Linked DNA regions of Mustela erminea: region 2 is linked to region 1. The links are chromatin contacts, called in public Hi-C maps. All regions are on one chromosome and are shown on one strand. Each heading gives the region's core, a stretch centred on a gene start, on an enhancer-like site or on the middle of the called end of the contact. The rest is flanking DNA. Distances are from core to core; before and after follow the strand shown. Region 1 holds the start of KCTD12 (BTB/POZ domain-containing protein KCTD12). Region 2 overlaps LOC116573981 (a long non-coding RNA gene).

Region 1 (6,864 bases), core at 1,307-3,806:
TCAGGGAAACAAAACAGAGAAGGGGAAGCTGCTTGGGTGGGGCTGTGCTGTATTAAATAAAGTGATCAAGGGAAGGTCTGGCTATAGAGTTTTGAAGAAGGTGAGGAGGTAGGCCCCTGAATAAGGTGAGGAAGATAAGGCGGGGGAGGGTATATCTTTTAGCAAAGGGGATAGGAAGTGCAAAGGTCCTGAGCAAATGGGGGTGGGGGCTAAGGTGGCTAAAGCCGGCAAGCTCCTGGTGAAGTGGCAGCAGATGGGTGGAGAGGTGCTAGGGGGCAGCTCCAATCCTGTAGTCTTTTTTTTTTTTTTTTTTGAAGATTTTATTTATTTATTTGACAGAGAGAGATCACAAGCAGGCAGAGAGGCAGGCAGAGAGTGAGGAAGGGAAGGAGGCTCCCCACCGAGCAGGGAGCCCGATATGAGAGTCGATCCCAGGACCCTGAGATCATGACCTGAGCCAAAGGCAGAGGCTTTAACCCACTGAGCCACCCAGGTGCCTTGAATCCTGTAGAGTCTTGTAGGCCAATGAAAGGAATTTGGTTTTTATTCTTTTGTCAAGTGGGAAGCCACTGGGAGGCTTTGGGCACAGAGACATGATCTGATTTAGGTTATAATAGGATCCCTCCTTTTGTTCTGGTGATAAAATATTAAATAAAAATATAAATATTTTAGGGGGCAAGGGGGGGTGCAGTTAGCAGACCAATGCAATAATCCAGGTAAGAGATGATGGGTGGCTTGGTCCAGGGTGGTGATTATGGGCAAGGGAGGACTTGTTGGTAGTCTGGATGTATTTTAAGGTGGAACTGAAAGGATCTGCTGGTACAGTGAACAAAGTAATGATACAAAAATATATATAGAAAGAAGGCCTTTCTGGGGTTTATAGAAAAGAGACTGCTTTTGTCAGTCTTGTGACGCTGATATACCAAATAGTAGCACAACCATCTAGAAATTCAGCTTCGGAACTTGGAACTTTTTGTGTCATCTATTATTTATCCGAAAGAACAAACAAAAAAGAGCAGTCAAATATATTCAGTATCAAAATCTGTACTTGCAATTAAGTGAGCTAGTTTGGGGCTGGATCCTATTTCAGCACTCTGACATGAATGAGATAATTGTTCAACAGACATAAACATTTCAAAGTAAAAAATGACACTTATCCGTGAGAAGACTGTAAAGTTCATTGGGTAGTTACAACACGGGAAAACATTATTATGGAGAACAAAGATCTGCCCTGATTTATCCTGACTGACGGTATGTACTTCAAACTGATCTGACAACCGCTCGGACTTCTGACCCTTTGCCTGCTGGGCTGCGCGGAAAGCACTTTGGATCTTATGTCAACCTTGCATTCTTCGCTATAGGGCCTTGGCAAAGAGCGGTGCAGAACTATTCATGGACATGGGGATTTCTTAAGATCCTCCCTCCGCCCTCTCTTCTGTTCTCGTTCTTCAGTGCTCAGTAGCGCTCTTATTTTCCGAAGTCAGGATCAGATCATCACCAACATGAAATTTCTGAATGTGTTGGGCCTGGCTGGGCTGGCACGTGGATGGAGCAATCCAGCGGGCTGCTCGGCCTTGCGAAGCCAGGGAAGGGTTGGCGAGGTGCGGCAGAAGGAGTCCTCTGGGCTGCAGCGCGCCGGGTGAATGCGGGGAGGGAGGATTCAGGGCACCAGGATCCCAGAGGGGCCTCCACAAGTCCAGAGGCCCTGAGACTTAGAGGCAACCTTCAGAGGACCGCCTGGAAGGACGGCGGTGCATGTGCCCTTTGAGAGGAGAAACACGCAGGGGCGGAAAGGTGGTTTTCCCAAATGACGTTAGATCTGCAAAACCTGCTTATTTTACCGCGAGATTCAGCGAAGGCTGAAGGGGACCGGGAGGCTCAGTGGTTCCTTCGGCCTCACCACACGCCGGCAGCCTGGCCTCGAAGGCGCCACGGGAGAAGGCCGCGACCTCCGCCCTCGGCAACGCGCCACCAAGTCACTCCTGCAGCGCACCCGACTTCTCCGGGAGCCACAGCAGCTCATTTCCTCCCACCTTGAGGTCTCTCAGCCAGAGTTTGCCTCCTCACCCATGGAAGAAACTGTCGGAGAGAGTTCGACGGCTGGAGCGCGAGGTTAGTTTTCTGTTCCTCGGCTTTTCCGAGACTACTCGTTAACGCCCGTAGTATCTGGCTGCCTCGGGCCTGGGGCGGCCCCTTCGTCCCTCCAGCTTTCTGGCCTCTCTTGAGAACTTTCGGGAACACAACATCCGACTAGGGCAGCGCCACAGCTCCGAGGTTTAAAGTGGCCAGTTCCGGAGGCGGCCGGGCCGGGGCGGCCACGCACTGGGACTGCCCGGGCGGGGGGAGCCGGAAAGTTCACGTCCTCCTCCCAGGCGGGGTTAGGAGGGCAGAGGGCGCCGCGACTGCCCCTCCGAAGGAAGCTGGTCCTCCGGAGCGGCCGGTCCCAAGCTCCATCCGTTTTGCAGGGGAACAAAGTTGGGCGGGAGCGCGAAGGGCTGGAGCGCGGGCCCGGCGAGGTGGAGGTGGGGCGGCGGGGGAGTCGGGTCGTCCCCGACGCGCGCGAGCCGGGGTGGAGCCAGCAGCCGGGCGCGGCGTCAGCGTTTAGGATGCAAATCGATTCCTGGCTCCGCCGGCGCCCCCTCCCGCCCGGGGGAGCAAGGCTCCGCCGCTCCACCGCCGCCCACGCCTCCTGCGCGCCGCGGCGCCGGAGCGGGCGGCTCTACTTAAGCCGCGCGCCGGCCGAGACCCGGCACTCGCCTGGAGCGCGCGGGTGAGGCGGGCCGAGCGCACCGCGGTCCTCGGGGGCGCACAGCAGCGCGCTTGCACCGCTGGGCTCTGCGCGGCTCCCGGCGGCTGCGGCGGCGGTGGCGGCCGGAGCGCAGGGCTGAGCCAGAGTCCGGCAAAGGCGGCGGCGGCTTCGGTGCGCGGCCCCGCTCCCTGCCATCACCCCGGACCGGCCCCCTCTTTGCCATGGCTCTAGCGGACAGCACACGTGGATTACCCAACGGGGGCGGCGGCGGGGGCGGCAGCGGCTCCTCGTCCTCCTCGGCGGAGCCGCCGCTCTTCCCCGATATCGTGGAGCTGAACGTGGGGGGCCAGGTGTATGTGACCCGGCGCTGCACCGTGGTGTCGGTGCCCGACTCGCTGCTCTGGCGCATGTTCACGCAGCAGCAGCCGCAGGAGCTGGCCCGGGACAGCAAAGGCCGCTTCTTTCTTGACCGAGACGGCTTCCTCTTCCGCTACATCCTGGATTACCTGCGGGACTTGCAGCTCGTGCTGCCCGACTATTTCCCCGAGCGCAGCCGGCTGCAGCGCGAGGCCGAGTACTTCGAGCTGCCCGAGCTCGTGCGCCGCCTCGGGGCGCCCCAGCAGCCCGGCCCCGGGCCGCCGCCTCCGCACTCGCGGCGCGGAGTGCAGAAGGAGGGCTCGCTGGGCGACGAGCTGCTGCCGCTCGGCTACGCGGAGCCCGAGCAGCAGGAGGGCTCGTCTGCCGGGGCGCCGTCGCCCACGCTGGAGCTGGCTAGCCGCAGCCCGTCCGGGGGTGCGGCCGGCCCGCTGCTCACGCCGTCCCAGTCGCTGGACGGCAGCCGGCGCTCGGGCTACATCACCATCGGCTACCGCGGCTCCTACACCATCGGGCGGGACGCGCAGGCAGACGCCAAGTTCCGGCGAGTGGCACGCATCACGGTGTGCGGCAAGACGTCGCTGGCCAAGGAGGTGTTCGGCGACACCCTGAATGAGAGCCGGGACCCGGACCGGCCTCCCGAGCGCTACACTTCGCGCTATTACCTCAAGTTCAACTTCCTGGAGCAGGCCTTCGACAAGCTGTCCGAGTCGGGCTTCCACATGGTGGCGTGCAGTTCCACGGGCACCTGCGCCTTCGCCAGCAGCACCGACCAGAGCGAGGACAAGATCTGGACCAGCTACACGGAGTACGTCTTCTGCCGGGAGTGAGCTCCCCAGACCCCCTCGCGACTCCAGCGCTCCCATCCCCCACCTTCCTGCTCCTACCCCACGCCTTTCCATGCCCCTGTCTCCCACCTTTAGTAGCTGGGCCAGGCCCACTTACGCCCCACTTGAGAACCTGCAGCCGCAGATCCTCTCGGCTTCTTCGTCTTCTTTGGACCCCGCTAACCGAGAGAGCCCCGATGTACCCCCTCCAGTGCTTCCTCTGCCCCACTGACTCAAACCACCCCTCCCCTGGATTGTCCTTCAGTCTGGATCTAATGAGGCAGTGTGGCCACAAAGTCACCAAGTATCTGGGAATGGCAGAATTGTTCAGAACCTGATGGGACTCTGTCCAGTGTGTAGAAGATTCCCTGAAATCCCAAGCTCTTTTGACTCTTTTCGGGGCTCGAGTGATCAGAATTGGTAACACTGGGACTAGTTAGTGTTTTCAAAGGTCATTACGTAGCCTTTGTGACCCTCTTTAAAGGTAGAGTTTGAGAGAGCTGGATGGAAGACTCTGGACCTGGAATTAGGATCCCGTGGAGACAGAGACTACGGAATGAATAAAGTTTTGACACGTGAATAGGTAGAAGTAGGAAAAGAATCTAGTGCTGGCACAATGAAGGATCGTATCTTTTCCGTGCACAATGAAAAGTCTTCGCCTGTGGCTTAAACTTGTAGAAAGTTACCCTCCTGCGTGGGGAGGCATCCTTTCTCCTTGGCTCCAGCGCCCGCTTCCCTTAGTTCGACAGGTCGACATGGCTGCCTTTACCGGCGAGAGGGAGCAAGAGTGCTGACGCCGGCAAGGGCGAGACAGCCCAGGTCACCCGGCACTGCGGGAAGCCACCTGGCTGTGACCGTACCCGGAGCTGGGTAGCCATAATGCACGTCGTGGGTATTAGGAAAGCCCGTATTGTTGCAGTGAATGGCAGTAGGACCTTAGCTTGTAAGACTTGGGGGGTGGGATGGGGAGGGAGGAAGGAGGGGTGAAGGGGTGGGAAGGGGGGAGCAGACACATTCCTTTATTATTTGAAAGTTGGAAGTTTGTGCCATCCGTTTGAGTACACGCACATTTAAAAAAAAATAGTACACACAAACATGCAAAGCATTTTGTAAAGATTAGTAACAGATCTACTCTTATCTGGCAGTTTATTGAACTAACTGTTTTGAGTCCTAAACTTAGAAGTTGCTGATACTTACATAACCTAACCAAAGAGTTACCCAGTAGTTTTTGAACTTTAGTTTAGGTTTTTCTGAACTTTATTTTCTTGTTGATTATACATCCTGATTTTAAGATCTATTAACGAGCAAAATCTGTTTGGTCTTGGTTACTTAAACTTAAGATCTCTTCTTAAAAATCCTTATTTTCTTCAAGCCCAGCCAATGTTGACTTCTGGGCAAACCCCGAAAACCTGAAAATGCCACTTCTTCCTGCAGATGGTTTGAAATTAAGGTGGAATCTCTTCGGGTGACAGAGCTGCAGAGAGACAGAAGCACCCAGGGCTGCCCATCTGTACATAGCTATACAATGAAACGTTTGTAAACAAAGGCAAGAAAGTGCTTACAAGTGGGTTCAGCAATAAAATCGTGTTTTTAGGTAAATGCAAGAGAAACAGAAGGAGACCTGGTTGCCTTATACCTTTACTCTAACATGGAATAAATCCCCACTGCATATTCTATCTACACTTTAGGTGAAGGGAAGTGCATCCTTGTCTTTTCATGCTGTGAGGCTCCTTTGGATATTCTGTGATGACAGAGAAGCCTTTCCTTTTTCATGAGTTACAGCAGTTCCTCTGAAGTATGTTTTTAAAGATTTTGTAAGAGTCGTTTTCAGTGTTCAAATTAGTGCTATTTTTTCTTCTTTTTAAAAATGAATCTTGTACTGTATCTTACTATGTCCGTAACAGATACTAAGAATTGGAACAGTTTTATTCTTACAACTCATGTGATCCAACCTGTATATACCATATATAAACATTTTACACGAATCATTTAGTTTTTTAATTCATTTACTAATGCTAAATAATTTCCTATATTTACTCCCAGTAACGTGCATCAGATGGTGTATATACTAAAGCAACATGTTTTCATGAGTTTCTTAGATCCTTGTCTCTGGGGACACTGGGTTAGGAAAAAAGATGTGATTATAAAACTGAGTTTGCTCCATACTTTTTTCCTTGGCTATTAATTATGTACTAATAATATGTCAGTTAACTGTCCACTTAAAAAGAAGGTACTTTTATTTTTAACCCACTAATTCTTTTTTTTTTTTTTTAATTGGTAAACAGATTTGAGGTCTTTTCATTGGACTTACATTTTTAGAAAGGTAAAGTTAGGTTGGTATATAAAGACTATAATTGTAAGGGAAATGGAAGTAGAAATCCAGGAAGTTGTGTTTGCGTATAAGTTGGGTGTGTTCTCAGAGTAGGTAGTGCAACAGAGCTTATCTCTGTTTCAAGCCTGAAATGATTTAGCAAAGTCACTTTCTGGACAAAAGAGCATCACAGATTTCTCTACCCTATGTGGTGTTCTGTTAGATTGTTTGGCAAACAACAAATATGTGAGAACATCTTAGGACAGTTCAAAGCCACTGAGAGGTGGCAAGACTCGGATTCTGATTTTCTCTGTTAAATCTGCACAATTCCAGGAGTCGTGGGACAGTGCTAAAGTTTTGTTTGTGCCACTCAAGTCTTAATGAATTTTCTGTCGTAAAACTTTGAGTTGAACTATTCTGCGTCTTTGGGCACATGGATTTTACTTTCCCTCACATTCTGGCTGCCCAGCAATGTTCCCCTCCCTTTGCATTATGTCAAAGACTGGGAATTTAAATGATCAGAGATCATATACTGACTTCTTTTCCTAGGAATGACTGTTTCCTCTAAGGTTGGCAGTCGAAAAATGCAAATATTCTACTTT
Region 2 (6,864 bases), core at 1,966-4,465, 68 kb after region 1:
TTAGGTCTAATTGCTTTAGAAGATAAAAGGTAATTTTTGATTTATGCAGAAAACCTGGGGGAATAGCTTCTGAGCATTTTAACCTGGCGGAGGGAGAGTAAAAGAGAATTTTTTTTTTCCAAAAGATTTTATGTATTTATTTATTTGTCAGAGAGAGAGAGAGAGAAAGCATAAGCAGGCAGAGGCAGAGAGAGAAGCAGGCTCCCTGCTGAGCAAGGAACCCCACATGGGACTCGATCCCAGGATCCTAGGATCATGACCTGAGCTGAAGGCAGCAGCTTAACCGACTGAGCCACCCAGGCATCCCAAGGGTGAGAGAATCTGAAGCAGGCTCCACACCTAACCCAGAGCCAGTGTGGGACTGGATCTCAGGACTCTGATACCACAATCTGGGCTGAAATCAAGAGTTGGGTGCTTAACAGACTGAGCCACCCAGGGGGCCCGGAACATTTTAAAAGATATTCACAGCTAGGCTCTGAGTGCCTCCTGGAAGAAGTTCCACCCCGTGTGACAGTGTCTCTCCAGTTATTACATTGTCATTGCTGCCCTGTTCCATATGGGATCATAGCTATTGCTGCTGCTTTCCAGGGGGTGAGGCCCTGTGCTATGGCACTGACCCTACTCAGCGGGCCGGACGGTGGGACGCAGAGCCTTCTCCAGGAGGGTGGGGGAAATGCAGCTGGCTCACTTGGGGGCCTGGGCTCTCTGTTCCAGCTTCTCCCACTTAGAGCCATGCTCAGCATATCATGACGGAAACCAGTAGTCCTTGGGCCCCATGTGAAGGTGTGTTAACTTCTTCCTCCCGCCTGTCAGCTTGGCTCTGAGCTTGATAATGATGACTCAGAGGCATTTGGTTCCCTGTCGTGGAGAGCAGGTGATGCTTCTGGTTACGCACAGGTGCTCTTCCTGGAGCAGTGGCCTCCTGCTGCCTCTGAGCCTCTCGGGCCCTCCCCCGTCCTGGGGTTCAGTGCCCTGGGTTGGGGGGAGACGCCAAGCCCTTAGCTGGTACTACTGGGGAAAACCTGCTCACAGAGACTCTGCTGCCCGTGTCTACTGAGTCCTCTGCGTCGGCTTGCTGGGAAATCTTTACGGATCATTTTGGAGATGCTTTACGGGGACAGAGCGTCCCAGGCCCTCCTCCTCCTCTTCACCACCATCATCTTCATTAAGTGCCCAATCCTGGGTGATTTTTTGTTTGATACTGAATCAAAAATTAAACAGCCTAGGTTTCCTCTGCGTAGGATTATAACTTAGGGTAAACACCATCGCCAAAGGGACGGGCACAAATTTATAAATATGACAGAGGAAACAAACTTGGTAGCAGCCAGCATGGGTGGACCCCGACTGGCATATCAGAAGGAGATCTGTAGGTGACACGCGGCTCTCAGGGAAAAGGAAGTAGTTTGCCTTTCTCGGGTTAGTATTTCATGGGGACAGGGACAGCAGAGCTCCCCTTTGCTGAGTCTCAGTGGTCAAAGAGAGTGTGGGGGTGGAGGGTGTTCCAGGGTTCTCTGTGCTCAGCTTTATGGAGCGGGGTCATGAGGTGACTGAGTTCCGGCCGCTGGTACTGGAGGTGGGTGGAGGGAGCCACGGCTGGGAATGAAACCAGCTTCGGACTCAAACCTGTGTTGGAATCACAGCCCTGGGACCAGCTGTAAGATCTGAGGCAGATCATGCAACCGGTAATTCTCAGCCTCATTTTATTTGTCTGTAAAATGGGAATAATAACATCTCCTTTGCCTGATGTATCTGAGATCCCTGGCCTGTAGCACAAAGAGCAGTCTCTGCTATCTTGGTACATTCTGTGTACCAAGGCAATAACGACATCCGGAGGACCCACAAGAAAAATTCTGGAGTATTGGATTTCACCGTGAATCTGCATTTCTTATGAGGTGGCATGGCCCTGAGTTAAAATTCTAGGTTTTTGTGCTATAAGAAGATCCACAGGGGCCCCTGGGTGGCTCAGTGGGTTAAGCCTCTGCCTTTGGCTCAGGTCATGATCTCAGGGTCTCTGCTCGGCAGGGAGCCTGCTTCCCTCCCCCTTTCTCTGCCTCCCTCTCTGTCTACTTGTGATCTCTGTCAAATAAATAAATAAAATCTTAAAAAAGAAAAAGATCCACAATCTAAAGAAGATGAAACTTTTTTTTTTTTTCTTTTAAAAGCTCTCGAAACCCTGTAAGGAGAGGCAAAGAAATCGACCTTATTTCACACTAGCTTTTCTGGACAGCGGCTTTGGAGATGGTGGGTGACATAGGGATCTAAGCTGCGGGTGAGCTTCAGCTCTCAGCCCTGTGTCTCTGTATGCTGCCTGCTAATGCTAAGCCACAGCTTCCTTTTTTCTAAGTTTCCACATGTTTCCTCTGTAGCTGCAAGGCTGTCCAGGCTGCAAGAAGGAGACCCTGGGGTCCAGACATGGGCTGAGCTCTGTCCTGGCCCCACTCCATTCCAACTGGGCACGAGGAGATGAGGACATGTCTTCGGAGTAGAACAGATGAAAAGCGCACAATTTCTGATTCCGAAGACCCTGGAGCTAGAGGTTCTCAGATGTTCCTGCTCCGTGATCCTCTTCCTTTTTCTTCTTACCCGGCACACAAGAGAACTGTGAGGAGTAGTGGGCAGAGAGGGCCCAGGAGACCTGAGTTTGAGTTCTGTGTAATCTTGGGTTCCCACGACTCACTCTGAGCTAGGGCTTCTAGCAGTAAATGACCAAAGCAGACAGAGGTCCTTCCAAGTTGCAATTCCTGGGGCCTTAAACTTCAAGGGCTTGCAGAACCTTCCCTGCAACACCACCTTCCCTTCTGCCCGCCCCGCAGTGGCCCACATGCCCAGCGCTCTGTTTCTCGTGTCTCTGCTGCTCTGTCTGCGCCAGAGCCTGGCTCTTTGCCACCTACCTTCTGGGTGGAGTGGAGGGTGCTGAGGGCTTGTGTTTAGAAGGGAAGTGAGAGAAGTCTGAGCCTGCTGCAAGCCTGGGTCGCTTGGGGAGGGTCGGGAGGGTGAGGTGGCTCAAAGTTTGTGTTCATTTCTGTTTGCCTGGTGGAAATGGAGACTGGGGTGCTGGGAGCCAGAGACGATCCAATAAACACGATTTGTGGGGCTCTACTCCCTGAGCATTTCACTTCTCTGCTTCAGGATTTTTGCCTGAAACCTTTCAACACCGAGCTCTTAGCTAAAGCTTGGCACTGTTCCTCAGCCGCTGGCCTTCCTGTCCAACTGGCCGGGCTGCCAAAAGCGGCTCATTGTGTTTTGGGGCAGTGGGGTTTAGTAAGACCTATGATCTCATTCTTACATTTTTCTCCTCACAGCCCACACTGGAACTACAAATCTCAAGCCCGACATGGAGCTGAAGAAGCTGAAATGACAGCGGGGTCCACACTGGGGAAACTAAGGAGGGGTATTAAGAGAGATGTTATAAGAAACATCAGTGTGACCCCTCCATTATCTGGGTATTCCAGAGGAAACCTCCAGAATGGCCCACTCCCCAAACATAGAAACATCTAAAGCTAGTGAGATTTCGTGACCCGTAGTATTCTCTGCTTGGTGCCTGGTGATATGCTCAGTGGAGGTAAAAATGCAAAGTATGGCCTGGAAAGAATTTTTTTTTTTTTTAACGGTTTTTAGAAGTGACTGCCATCCATAGCACTCCGCACGTGAAGCGGCAGATGGAGTTGCACGCGCCCCCGGGGAGGGAGGATGTGTGCCGCGAGTTCTTTCTGACTCCAGTGTGCTTCTTACTAAGACACAGGAAGGCTCGCGCCATTCGATGCCTCGGCTCATCGCTGCTCAAGACTCAATTCAGCCCAAATTACTCTTGTTGGAGAAGTGAACTTGGATGGTTCCTTTAACGAGGCAGGAAGGGGAAATTCCATCTTCTGCCTGAGCTCCGCGCAGCCTGCCCGAAGGCTGAGGGGTCCGGATGCCGAGCCGGTGACCGACTTGGATCCAGGAGCAGCGGAGTCAGCAGATCTGAAGGCTCTGGCTCGCTCTGAAGCAGATGCCGTTAAAGCAGAACAGAATCTCCTCCAAACAGGCTGCCACCCCAGCTCACATGGCCACCATCTGCTGTAGCAGTGTCCCCACTGTGCTGTGCTCCCAGTTTCTTCTGGTTACCTTCCCAGGCAAGGGGTGCTGCCTGGTTGGGCAGGCTGTAAGCTAGAAATAATGGCTTTAGCTCCCTGACTCAAGCCAGGAGCAGACCTCTCTACTGTGGAGTCGGGCCAGCGCCGGGAGAAGTTGGTGGTGGCCCCATCTGCTTCCTCCCTCTCACCAGTTCCCTCCCTCCGGTCCCCGGCCGTTCTTTCTCCAGGCCTCTGGGGCTCTCTCTTGCTTGGCAGCTACATCTGGTGGGCCGGCTTGGAGCATTGAGCTTCTGCCTCCCAGCTCAGTGCGATATGCAGTTTGACAGAGAGCCCCAGGAAGAAACAGAGCTGATTCCAGAGGAATGGACTTGTGAATGGTGCCTGGGCACGTGCCCAGCTTGTTGGCTCCCAGGCCAGGGAGATACTATTGCCGAAGGTGGCCTTTGGAGTGTCCGTCCTCTGAATTAGACCATCTAGGTCATTGGCTACGTTTTTGGGAGTAGGACTGGCACTGACACAAATTAATTTCTAATTCTGCCCTCCGAGTAGCGGAACCCAAGATCTGGGACTGTTGGCATTTAGTAGGCTGCCCTGGGGGCGATTTCTTCAGCCATTTGTGCCACTTCTTTTAGCAAAGGGTTTGGACCTGGTCCTAACTGTAGGGCTTTGGGTGTCTTACAGAGCTAAAACAAAATATCATGGACTATGTAGCTTAAACAACAAATGTTTATCTCTCATAGTTTTGGAGGCCGGGAATCTGAGATGCTGCTGCTGGCTGATCTGGTTCCTGGTGGGAGGTCGTGGATGCTGGCCTCCTTCTGGCCATCAGAGGGTGAGGGGGAGGTTGAGAACCCAGGTACTCCGAATTCTAGTCCATTGTTATTTCAGCAACGTTCTTGTGTCGCAGGTACCAGTTGTTCTTTTAGTTACAATGTCTCCTCCTCCAGACTTCCTTTGGCAAGAAATCTGTGCTTCTGAAGTCAATTTAATAATAAGGATATCTGTCCTCCAATGGAATTTGAAACCTAAGGACTTACAGATGACACCATCAAACAAGTAACATCTGCCTCAAAAACCAGGCCTAACATATATATTCTGCTCTGGGCAAAAGCAACAGGACCTCTTATAAAGAGAGCTGACAACTTGAATAACTGTATCGCATGGTCGTGGAGATCAAACGGTGGCAAGAGTCACCTGAGACAGAAAGCATTTCACATGCTGTCAACAGGAAGCTTGAGACCCTTGCTTGACCCGATCGATATGATGAAGAATGAGAAAGACTGTGCCATCCAGTTGGGGGGGGGGTGGCGGTGGGAGGCAGGAGACCAAGGGACAAGAGAGGCCAAGGGTGGCACAGTAGGAAGGCAAAAGGCGCCCATTTCCCCCAGCTTGACGCACTGACTCCTAGAGGCAGGTGTGTTCTGTGCTGGAAAGGGACGGACGGAAAGGCTGTCATCAGAATCCTACAGCCCGCTCTTCGGCGGGGCACACCAAGCGAACCACCTTTAGGCTGTATTTCCGGGCTGGCCTGATGAGACACGCACGAGGGTCCTGAAAGCCGCAAGGCTCAGTGTAAGTGAATATGTTGCCTTTCTTGTTTCTCCCTCTATCTCCTGTGAACTTCCGTCCTCAAGAGCTGAATTCGTTGCGTGTGCTGACAAGACGGAATAGCAGATCTTTAAAGGGGACGACTGGCCTTGTCCGAGGGAGGGAGCCCCAAAGTAAATGTCACTTTGAGGGTCCTTTGGCCTTCAGCTGGACAGACCCTCCTGGTGACACTTCTAACGTGACCTGCACCTTCTTTCAAACTTCTTTAGGTGTGTAACCAGGGCAATTATTTATATACGGTGTAATTGAACTACATTTCCTCCAGCTACGTCCAAGTTTAATTTCAACCTATTTTTCTCATTTAAGCTCTTGCCCCGCCTTCTCCTCCCAATTCCCGTTTTTCATTTCAAAAGCAGTTTATGAGTCTCCTCATGGTTGAAACACTGTTAAGAAACTGAAATGTGACTTATCACCAGGTAGTCACTGGCGTGCGATTCAGCTATGTCTTGGACAAAGTGGAGTGCTTTATGACCTTTTCGAAGAAATGAGTCATTTCTGGGGGTGTTTCCAAGAAATGGACAATTTAATAATAAAAATATTTGTCTTTAGGTAAGATATTTGTCTTGATGTAACATACAGTAGAAGAGTATTTGTCTTAATAATAATGTTTTAAAGTAAGACATGGCCGTACCTTACCCAGGGGAAGAATGGGACACAGCATCTCCCACCAGATGAAGGGAAAGGACGAACCCAAGGTACTGACGACAAAGAAGACTGGAGGGGACTTTTGTAAGAACAACCATAACGGTAACAGCATCTCTCCATATGTGTAACAGCATCTCTCCATATGTGTATATCATTTCACATCGACTTTTTTTTTAGTACTGTTTTCACTTTTTAAATGACAACATCAAAATTAGAGGCACTGTTTCTATTTATGACTCTGGAAATTAGGGAAAGATGATAATTATTTTGTGACATAAAGTAAACTGGTGATATAGCAGTACCAGTCCATTTCCCAGAAAAACTTGCATTCTATCAACTTTTTTGCACTAGATGAATTTCATGACAACTTTTTGAGGTAGCTGGTTAGGCTATATTGTGTACTTTTAACAACACAGTGGGAACTAGAGAACGCGCCATCTCCAAAGAATGTTCTGGTGGTTGTGAGGAGCAATGCCCCATATGTGGTGTAGGGGGTCTGGGAACTCCAGGCAGCTATTGATTTGGAATCCAGATC

Evidence for each region. Hi-C and Micro-C count contacts between places; a contact is called where the count stands out from the background.
Region 2: a contact with region 1 is called in a Hi-C map of fibroblasts, with 3 times the contacts expected there. The contact joins the enhancer-like site here to the promoter of KCTD12 in region 1. A contact is called at or near these places in 2 of 3 Hi-C or Micro-C datasets (fibroblasts and spleen).

Annotation. Positions count from the first base shown.
Region 1 is chr15:30,733,200-30,740,063 of mMusErm1.Pri, forward strand. KCTD12 (BTB/POZ domain-containing protein KCTD12) reads left to right here and starts at 2,557. Exons shown (of 1, transcript XM_032314458.1): 1 at 2,557-6,864. The coding sequence starts at 2,971. The coding sequence ends at 3,954. It overlaps LOC116573981 (a long non-coding RNA gene), which reads left to right and starts at 1,920. Exons shown (of 4, transcript XR_004279088.1): 1 at 1,920-2,112.
Region 2 is chr15:30,800,861-30,807,724 of mMusErm1.Pri, forward strand. It overlaps LOC116573981 (a long non-coding RNA gene), which reads left to right. Exons shown (of 4, transcript XR_004279088.1): 4 at 3,303-5,385. Among named protein-coding and RNA genes, the nearest start is that of KCTD12, 69 kb to the left of the region's middle. Within about 2 kb of position 3,216, the one cell type or tissue checked has open chromatin away from gene starts, as enhancers often do. A contact at or near this core is called in fibroblasts, where this site is marked.